Linked DNA regions of Mus musculus: all the other regions are linked to region 2. Evidence: chromatin contacts called from public Micro-C and promoter capture Hi-C data. All regions are on one chromosome and are shown on one strand. The core of a region is the stretch at or near the end of the contact, and the rest is flanking DNA. Distances in the headings are between cores, read along the strand shown. Region 1 overlaps Tmem50a (transmembrane protein 50A). Region 2 holds the start of Mtfr1l (mitochondrial fission regulator 1-like). Region 3 holds the start of Zfp593 (zinc finger protein 593).

Region 1 (3,187 bases), core at 352-2,851, 360 kb after region 2:
AGAGAAACTCTTGTCTCAAAAAAACAAAAACCAATCAAGTAAAATACTAAAATAAAATAAACACACTCTGCCTTCACAGTTCCCACACTTGGCGGTTGGATTTTAACCGAAATCATCTGAGAGCGAAGCCGGGTGAGAAGAGAGATGCCCTTTCTTTGTGTCCCTTTTGTCTGCATCCTGTGTTACAAGAAAGGCTTCCGAGTGGTCATCTTAGTTTAAATAGTATGTTTGGTTTCATGACAGAGACTATTAATACTTTGGGATGAATACACCTCATTAAAGTTCTGGTCCAATTCTATCCACAAGGTCTCTTTCTTCTCACACTTAAATAAAACCTCTGCCCAGGTGGCTAACTCTTACCTCTGGTCACGGCACGCAGGCTTTGGATCCAGCGGTTTTACGAGGTCCTCAGCCTTCCCCAGGCTGTGCTTGTGGAGAGAGAGTGGGGCTGGTTGGGGAGTGAGGGAGAACACTCTCGAGTTCCTAAGAGGTAGACTCACCGGAGACCCCTGCCAAGTTCCACCCTCTGTGGAATGTCACGGGGGAAACAACAGCAAAGCTGTCCTTCTGTGTCCTGAAGAGCCAACGTCATTCAAACCCAAGGACAGTGGATGCGGAAGATTCTATACGTCTAATTGTCTACGACACTGATCACAGCTCCCAAAGGGCAATTGCAGAAGGTTAGGGCTTCAAGCTTAGCTTTGAAGAGTTTGTAGTATTGTGTGAGGTGGGAGCCCGAGGGTGTCACAAGAGCCTCCTCCAGTGGAGGACAGACCATCAGAGTCCCCGACAGCTGGTCTGTATCGTGGTAACAGACCCTGTGGTCTGCTAAATTCGGGTTATCTATTCAGAGATGAAAGGAATCAGAATTCAAGCAAATATCAAAACAAATTCTCACCTGAGTCAGACTGTGGAGCCCTAGAAATTGACACCTAAGTTACCGTCAAGTCTGTATACCCTGTCCTCTTTCCACTCCTGGCACGTGTGGAGTGTTTACCAGGATCGTGTGCCACAGCAGGTCACCTGTTCTTGCTCCCGATGTCCACAGGAGGGATGGGAGGCTGGCGGTAGCCTGGGCTTCTCTAGCATGTTCTTACATTCTCTGGGAGGCTCTCAGGCATCACTCACACTGAAATGTTTGCCCTTTCTCTTTTACCTTTGCTTGCATTTGTTTTCGTTCGGTATCTTCTGGACTGGCGATCTCTACATAGCCTCCTCTGCTGGCTTCAGGAAGTTTGCTCCTCCTCAGGGAGGGACATCTCCATCAGCTGAGGAGCCGGGCACTGGTCAGTCAAGTGAGTCTGGTGCATCTTGGGTCCTCAGTTCTCCTGGAAATCTCCAACAAATGAATGATCTCCATAGAAACCCTTCAGTTCCACAGTATTACGTTTTTAAATATGTAAGCAAAAAGGTCACTGACTGAACCCAGGGTCACTGACTGACTGCGCCCAGGGTCACTGTCTGTGTCCAGGGTAACAGATTGACTGTGTCCAGGGTCACGGACTGACTGCATCCAGGGTCACAGACTGACTGTGCCCAGGGCCACTGACTGCGCCCAGGGTCACGGACTATGCCCAGGGTCACTGTCTGTGCCCAGGGTCACTGACTGACTGCACCCAGAGTCACTGATTGGCTGTGCCCAGGGTTATTGACTGCGCCCAGGGTCACAGACTGTGTTCAGCTCCACTGTTTGGCCTGGGCACTCCTGCCAAGTCCACCATTATCCTGCCAGGATGGCACACATTACTCCTGACTCTAAAGTGCCACCTTTCACAGACTCACTAGCCTGGGCAGGACAGGAATTCTTGTCATGACCATGGAGATTCAAAGCTCTTTCTTCCCTTGCATGTTTTGAACAGCTCTCTGGTCAAGAGAGCCATGACCTGTGGTCCCAGGTTACCTTAGGCCATTAACATGAAAAGGAAGATGCAGTATTTCTGATCCAACTATATATAAGGTATAACGAGAAAGAACTCTGACCACTAAATAGTTTTTAATAACAAGAAAATGTTTACACATTATTCAACACCGGACATAGAAGAGGCCGCGTTAATAAACACTTTGGACCCCAGAGCGAATCCTCACCCCAAAGACTCCACCATTTCTCCATCAACAACTCTTTTGTTTTTTTGTTTTTTTTTTTTTGGTTTTTCGAGACAGGGTTTCTCTGCAGCCCTGGCTGTCCTGGAACTCACTTTGTAGACCAGGCTGGCCTCGAACTCAGAAATCCGCCTGCCTCCGCCTCCCGAGTGCTGGGATTAAAGGTATGTGCCACCACGCCTGGCCTGCATCACCAACTCTTTAGACCATGATAGAAGCTGGCAGAAGCGACTCACGTCAGCGGTTTCCTTTCCTGTGGTAAAAGCTGATGGGGCTCACGCCACACTGGGCTGCTGCAGTACACATAGGAGCTCTCATGATTCTAGCATTATACAATTTCAAGCTGAGATTATACTCAGAAATAAGTTTAGAAAACAGTATTACAAAAGACTGGGTGGGTGAGCAGGGTGCAAAAAGAAGCCCATGCACGGCGGCTGTGTTGCAGAAGCGACGTCTTCACTGCCACAAGTCCTCCGTACGGCCAAACTTGAAAACCAGCCCTCTGCAGACAGAACGAGAAGCAAACATGACTGCCTGGCTTGGGAAACTTCTAGAACGATGGGAAGCCTGTGACTTGCAGAGAAAGCACCCGAGAGCCACACACGCCAACTGTCCTAGAGACACGAATCGTTCATAATGTTCCACTGCTATTCCCTGTCACCGTCCCCAGACCTGCAGGTCAGTGGGGGGCGGAACTCAAGGCCTGGGGGTAGGCACGCTAGCACTGAGCTGCGACTCCGCCCCATCCACGCTCCTTATGGGCTGTCCTGGCGTGCAAGACCCAGACAGACAAGTAAGACATAGTGTCCCTCCTCGACCTGCTGGCATCCGATCACCTGTCACACTCCAAACACCAAGGAGGTCCAAGCCACAAGCTCATTCTCCTTGAATGAATTCAGCTCTTTTTGTTTTTATGAGATAGGGGTCTTAATGAGTAGCCTGGGCTGGCAAGGCACCTACGATCTAAACCAGGTTACCCTTGAACTTACAGCAATCCGTCTGCCTCTACCGTACAGTGCTGAGGGTCTAAGCACAAAGCTCTATGCCCTGCTGTCAGTTTCTGAATTTGTTTGAAGTGATTCAGAAG
Region 2 (3,159 bases), core at 31-2,530:
GTGTTTAAATCTTTCAACTCTCTTCTAGACTCCACAGTCCTGCCAGCAGGATATACCCCATCTTCCAGCTCTCTTAAGACCAAGCTCTAATACAGTTTGGCAAGTACACGATCTGCGACCATACTCACTCCCTAGTCTTCTGCTGGGGCCATGCTACTACCGGGCTACCAGCTCCCAACACACCTATCTGTGCCCCAGTCTATACCACTGCCTCTGTGGGACCCAACTTATCCAGCTTATCTCAGTCCCTCAGCACCCAGCTCATCCATCACTCTGTCCCTGGCAGCCTGGGGTTCGCAGTTCACTCCGTGGCAGCCTGGATCGCCTTCCGAGGGTGCTCAAAACAGAAATGGAAGTAACCGAACGGCCCATATCCCGGCCTCCGGCAGCCGCTGTAAGCACTTGGCTTGCTTTTAAGAAACCGCTGTAGGCGACACTAACTTGGCTTCGAGGCCCCGCCCCCCGCGTGCCCGCTAGACGCTCTAGCCGGTTCCGCAGCCCCGGCTCTCCCTCCGCACATCGGCGCTGCCGCAGCTCCTTCTGCGCTGGCCGTGCCCGCGTCTTCCCGTGCGGCCACTCTCGGCAGACCCTCTCTGCTCCGAGAGCGCCTCGACCCGGCAGGTCCTGGGCCAGGGAGAAACTTTAGCCCAGCGGTGCCCGGCGGACACCCGGGCAGAGCGCGCGAGGGTCTCACGAGGCGCCGGTGGCCAGCAAGATGCAGCCCCCTGCGCCCTCAACGACGGGTCCCCACCCCCGCGACGGCGACCCGGCCCGGGCCAAGGTCGGCCAAGTTCCTACCGCGCGTCCAGCGGCCCTTGGACCCGCGGGCCGGGCCGGGCCGCTCAGTAGCCTCCAGGCCGGCGTAGGTCCCAGATACGCCGCGCGGCCCGGGGCGTACCGCGCTCCAACGGCTGGGGCGACCCCAACCGCTGGGTGACACGGCCAGCAACTACGCCTGGGGACCAGTGCCCTCACCGAGGGGGGCAGACAGCGGCGACTCCCGCGAGAACTTGCACGGGAACAGGGAACGCGTGCTCCCCTGCGCCGGGACGGAGACGCCGGCGACGGCCCAGGGCGCTCACCGAGCCCGTCTCCTGTGGGACCCCGCATCGGGCTTAGCCCGGACTCCAGCGCCACACTCACCTCAGCCCCTCCTACCCCAGCGGGCGGCCCGGCCTCGAAGTCCCTCACTTCCGCTGACCCGCCTCCGGAAGCAATCATTTGCAGCTGCGCGGCGAGCACCACGCCCAGGAGAGGCGGGCCTAGAGAGGGGCCCGGAATGGACGCGGGCTCTGAGTGGACGGCAGACCGGCCAGGAGGCCACACCCCTCCCCGGGCCACGCCCTCACCCCTCCGGGGGAGGGCACGAAGTCTGTGCGCGCATCCCGCTGGAGTTTTCCTCCCAAGTTTAGTTGCTGCCGTAGGAGTTGCTTCCCGTGTTTAGTGTCAACAAACTTCTGGGAAGCGGTAGTCTGCCAGTGTTGCTGCTCAGCACTGGAAATAGTCCATACTCCTGCTGCAGATCTCCGAATCCTCTCATCTTGGCATTTCAGCCTTTCCTATCTAGTCTGGACCCTCGTCCCATTTCATGCTCCCCCAGATACATCCCCCAGCAAAAATGGCTGCTTTCGCCTTTCAGGCATGCCCTCCAGTGCTTCGGAATAGCTGTCTTCTATTTTAAAGTTCTCTGTCTCACACACGCTCATACACGTACACACGTGTGCAGCATAGTTCAGTCTGTTAATGAGATGGGTGGATTGATGGCACTCGGAGACACCAAAGCTCTCAAGGTCGCTCTTTCTACCGGTCTCCATGGCATCCAGTTAATGGGCATACACTTTCTTCTCTGCACGTGGCTTTGCCTGACTCACCAGTTCTCCCAAAGCCTATAATCCCCACCTGCCAGGGACAAATCTTTTGGATTCGTGGGTGGACAGCTTTGTGCAGTCACAATGGGCATTATGCCCAGACCTGCCTTACTACACCCATACATGCTTTATTTCTCTATTGTTGTCCTCTGGAAATTACAGTTATATGTTGCTGAAGAACGGGTACTCTTTGGGAAACGTGTCCTTAGGTGACTGAGTTACACAAACATTATAGAGTGAGTACGTACACACACCTACAGAATATACTACATCCTAGGTGAATTGGTAAAGCCTATTGCTCCAGGCTACAAAAACCTGCACAGTTGCAACTGTGCTAAATCCCAGGGAAGTTGTATCACAATTGTAGACATTTACTTCTAAACACCGGTAGGGCACATGCCAAGATAGATAGCTGGAATTTCTCAGCTCCTTTTTGATTGTTGGGTATCACTGTCAGATAGTCTATCAGCGACAAAGCCACTGATAGAACCTAGTGGGGAAACCCCCACTCAATTCCCGATTCGGTGTGCACCCAAAAAATCACGAAGGACCATCTTGATGGAATTAAATGAGGTCGTTTAATTACGGAGCTCCGGACCGACATGCATCCCACACAGGAGATAACGGATGTCGGCCACGAGGCTGGAAAGCTAGGGGTTTTTATGGGGTAAGGGGCTTAGGGGTGTGGAATTCAGCATAGCAACACACTATTGGCTTATTCAAACATCAGGAGAAAAATTACATGTACGTGCAGGGTGTCAGAGTTCTGTGAGTTGTTGACTCAGTTCAGATAGCCCTGTTATGTCCTCACATTCCTCTTTATCTTATGGTCAAGATGTTCCCAGGAGTGTTTTAACTACGGGGAATACCCAGGTTTGTTTTTCTCTTTTCTCAGCCCCAGACAGCCTCTAGGCTCACAAACAACCAGCAATTTCTGAGTACTTTATATGACTTACAGGTCTTGAAATTTCATCTTTCTTTCACCACCACTGTGTGGCATCTGACCATTTAAACGTTTCTTATGGGTTTGTGTGTATGTGTGTGTGTGTACTTCATTTTGCACTGCTCCCCATAAGATAAATAATTGGGGGCTGGAGAGATGGCTCAGCGGTTGAGAGCGCTGGCTGCTCTTCCAGAGGTCCTGAGTTCAAATCCCGGCAACCACATGGTGGCTCACAACCATCTGTAAGGGGATCTGATGCTCTCTTCTGGTGTGTCTGAAGAGAGTGACAATGTACTCACATACATTAAATAAATAAATAAATAAATAAATAAATAAATAAATAAATAA
Region 3 (3,287 bases), core at 727-3,226, 290 kb before region 2:
TGGCCTGGCCTCTCTGGTAAATGGGGGAGGAGCTGATATTCAGGCCTGATGCTGATCCCTCCTGACAGCTGCTCCTAAGGCTGGCAAGGCAGCAGCAGGCAGGGGGGGAGGGACCAGATTTAAAGATCCAGCCGCCCTGCCCCCTGCCAGACTTGGGTAAGCCGGCATCGGTGAGCATCCTCTGAGCATACAGTGCCCAGGCAAATAGGTCAGGGACCCCTATGCTCTGGTGTCCACTTCTTGGCACCCTGGGCGACACCCAGTCTTCATTTCTGTTCCCATTTCACAGGCCAACAGGGAGGACAGTGCCCCCACTATGAGATTTCGACGCCTGACTCCTGGCTACTTCCGGGTGCTACAGGTAAGGAAATCTACCTACCTCTTCCTCCCAACTTCCCCCAACGACACGTCTGATACCCCCAACAGTCAGGCTGTCACGTTCCCTGCTGCCTGACTAGCCGGGACCCAGATGGGCAGTGAGGCGAGAAGGATTGGGGTGGAATCTCCCTGGGGCAGAAATGGCGCCTGCATCTTCTTTACCCAGCTGCGCCATCTTATACCCTTCTTCCTGCCTAGAAGCCTCAGTTGACCCTTCACGTGCACCCTCTGTGCTCTCCCAGATGCAGGTGGCTGGGGAGCTGAAGGCAGAGCCCCGGAGTCCCCTGGTTGGGATTGTGGCTACATTGTTGGCTGTCCTCGGGTTAGGTGGCTCCTGCTATGCAGTATGGAAGATGGTGAAGCAGCGGCAACCATCACAGGCCCCGTGATGAGGCGGGTAGCCTCTCGCCCAGGCTTGGAGGTAGGCGATTCAGGGGAGGGGGCTGCAATATCCGAATCCCACTTTTTTCCCCTTGGGGATTAGTCTCAGCCATCGCTAGATCCTACTCCCAAGTTTTACGCTGTACCTAGCCAGACTCCAGCCTAGATCCAAAGAAGCAGGGGGAGGATACCCGTTCCAAAGCTGGACCTAGTAGGGAGTAGACATCTTGGCCCAGAAACCCCTGGTAAGGGAAGTTAGTATCGGAGGTGTGCCCTCTTGTCCAGGTCCTTTATTTTGGGCAGAACACCCGGAAGAGAGCATCTCCGCAAACCGGAAATCCAAAATACACACTCTCAGCTTGGCTGATGAACCACTGCCCATGGGCAGTTCCTCTGCCCTGCATCCTTAGGCCACTCAGGTGGACGTGTCCATCTCAGGGATATCAGTGGACACTTCTGTGGGCACGCCCAGCCGCTGGGGTTGAACATACGAGCCCATGCCCGCTGCCCTCTCAGCTTCTTCCTGACTGTAGGGTTCGACACTCAGCTGCTTCAGCCTGGGAAAAAGAAGAGTTGGAGATCGGAGCTCACCGAGTGCAAACCCTTCCTGCATGGCACCCATCCGCCAGTCCTCTACTGACCCCTCCATACCTTTTCTTGTGGTCTTTGGATCGGAAATGGGTCTTCAGGTTGGCTGAATCGATGAAGTACCTCCTGCAGGAATGTAGGGTGAGGGAAAGAGTGAAGGGGTGAGGTCTCTCACACCTCCCTGGCCCTAGCTCGTTCCCAGACATCGGATTCTGAACCCGAAGTGATAAGTGGCGGGTTGACCCAGGGATCCCAAGACAGAACCTTCTAGCGGCTCGCGGCCCGGACCTCGCTGCCCCTAGCTAGTACCTCAGACCCTGCTCCTCCCCAGGCTGGACTCACGCGCAAGCCAGACAGCGATGCAGGCCGCCCCCTGGCAGGTCCGGGTCGGGCTCCGCGTCCGGCTCCGGCTTGGGCCGCGGGAGCCCCTGCGGCCTCAGCTCGCGATGAATCTCATCCAGGTCCGGCCGCCGCTTCTTGGCCTTCATCTGGCGGGCTAAGGAATGTGCTCGGTGCGCGCCGGTCCGCCGAGAGCGACCCATGATCAGAGAGACACCCACACACAAGACCAAGAAACAGGGAGTAGGGAAAAGACCCACACGTGTTGGCGCTTCCGGGCCGCCCAGTGACGTCACGAGAGGCCCGCCCGGGGGCGGAGCAGGATTGGACAGACTGCCTCTGATGACGTCACGGTCGGGTTGGCCGTTTGAGCGCCCCCAGATGGTCGTCGATGATAGTGACTGGGCTCTCGCGGGGCGTGAGCGGGCTTGAGGGGAGCCGGTCCCACTATTCTGCCCGCCCCATCCTCACTTGCCGGTTTCCACACCCCGAATTTCAGTGGTAGGGGATGCTTTTAACGTCTCTGGAAGCACTGTTGCTTGTGCCATGAATAAATTACTTCATAAATGAGAATTAGTGTGGAATCATGGATGGGTCACCCAGAGATACCCCTAGGTTCTAACAAAGAGCCTTGTTCTCCTCACCTACCCCCCACTGGCGTTTCATTTTACATCTCTCCTCTGTTCTCCCTCCCCCACTCTCAAGCAAATTCCTGGGGCAAAAAGCAGAAAATTGTTTCACAAAGAATCTACCACCTAAGGGGTCTGTCCTTGAAGAGTGCTCAGCTCTTTTTACAAAAAGAGCTTTTTGTCTGTTGTTGGTTGGTTGGTTGGCTGCTTGCTTGCTTGGTTCTTCAGAACTGGGGTTGGTGTCCAGGGCTTCATATAATCCAGGCAGGCAGTCTAACAGAGGAGTTTGGGGTGGGGCACCACATCACTAGCCCAAGAGGAAATGTCCCTAGAAGAAGCCCCCCACCTTTGCTTTCTTTCTTTATGCCCAGGGAGGGCTGGCAGGAAAGGGGGAAATGACCAAGAAATGGTGCCTCTGCTCATCTTGGCCTGGTGCCTCTCAGGCTGGCCAGAGCCAGCTCCACTATATGGGGGCAGAGGACCTCAGCAATAATTAAGCATTCTGGCTCTTTGGAACCAGTTGCCAGGAAACAGGGAGTGAGGCACGTGCATCCCTGGGGAGAACAGGTTTCTAGGCCAGACCCGAAGTGAAATGGAAGCCCAGCGTGCTGACTGGAGGTCTGGGATCTTCCAACTCCAACTTATGAGGACTGGGTAGACACAGGGTGGGACCCTGATGAGGACCCAGCTAGAATGGCAGCGATCACAGGATGCATAGGTATGGCTCCTGGACTCAAGACTCCACTCAAGTGGAAAACTTTTTCTACAGCTATTGAGCCGCCATCAGTATTCCCGACTGCAGGCAGAAAAATGGACTCTCCAAAAAGCTGACTTTATTAACTTTGGCCAATTTGGGTCAAGACTTGGGGCTGAAATGGCACAAGCCTGCCCCAACCTCAGAATCCGTGGGATCAAGTTTACCTGCCTGGCACTGTGCCAGCTGGGGAGACTGGTGCATCTTTCATGAAGTCA

The links. Promoter capture Hi-C pulls out the DNA fragments that hold promoters and counts their contacts. Hi-C and Micro-C count contacts between places; a contact is called where the count stands out from the background.
Region 1: a promoter capture Hi-C map of liver shows a contact between it and region 2, with 2.9 times the contacts expected there. The contact joins the enhancer-like site here to the promoter of Mtfr1l in region 2. A contact is called at or near these places in 4 of 39 promoter capture datasets (the 3T3-L1 cell line, cranial neural crest, liver and 1 more), 3 of 15 datasets of contacts at CTCF or cohesin (embryonic stem cells, large pre-B cells and pro-B cells), 46 of 484 Hi-C or Micro-C datasets (B cells, the Ba/F3 cell line, CD4 T cells and 30 more), 10 of 115 datasets of contacts at active chromatin or transcription factors (the SCID.adh cell line, astrocytes, bone marrow-derived macrophages and 5 more) and 1 of 9 other capture datasets (liver).
Region 3: a Micro-C map of muscle stem cells shows a contact between it and region 2, with 6 times the contacts expected there. The contact joins the promoter of Zfp593 here to the promoter of Mtfr1l in region 2. A contact is called at or near these places in 2 of 484 Hi-C or Micro-C datasets (embryonic stem cells and muscle stem cells) and 2 of 9 other capture datasets (liver and pancreatic islet).

What each region holds. Positions count from the first base shown.
Region 1 is chr4:134,895,875-134,899,061 of GRCm38.p6, forward strand. It overlaps Tmem50a (transmembrane protein 50A), which reads right to left. Exons shown (of 7, transcript NM_027935.2): 7 at 1,975-2,602. The coding sequence ends at 2,557. It overlaps Rhd (Rh blood group, D antigen), which reads left to right. Exons shown (of 10, transcript NM_011270.3): 10 at 80-298. The coding sequence ends at 106. Among named protein-coding and RNA genes, the nearest start is that of Tmem50a, 17 kb to the right of the region's middle. Within about 2 kb of position 1,602, at least 2 of the 459 cell types and tissues checked have an H3K27ac peak or open chromatin away from gene starts, as enhancers often do. A contact at or near this core is called in liver, where this site is marked.
Region 2 is chr4:134,534,107-134,537,265 of GRCm38.p6, forward strand. It overlaps Mtfr1l (mitochondrial fission regulator 1-like), which reads right to left and starts at 1,281. Exons shown (of 7, transcript NM_029759.4): 1 at 1,144-1,281.
Region 3 is chr4:134,243,615-134,246,901 of GRCm38.p6, forward strand. It overlaps Zfp593 (zinc finger protein 593), which reads right to left and starts at 1,977. Exons shown (of 3, transcript NM_024215.2): 1 at 1,690-1,977; 2 at 1,411-1,473; 3 at 1-1,316. The coding sequence starts at 1,889. The coding sequence ends at 1,175. It overlaps E130218I03Rik (RIKEN cDNA E130218I03 gene), which reads left to right and starts at 149. Exons shown (of 5, transcript NR_040436.1): 1 at 149-208; 2 at 290-361; 3 at 621-799; 4 at 1,293-1,488; 5 at 1,809-2,259.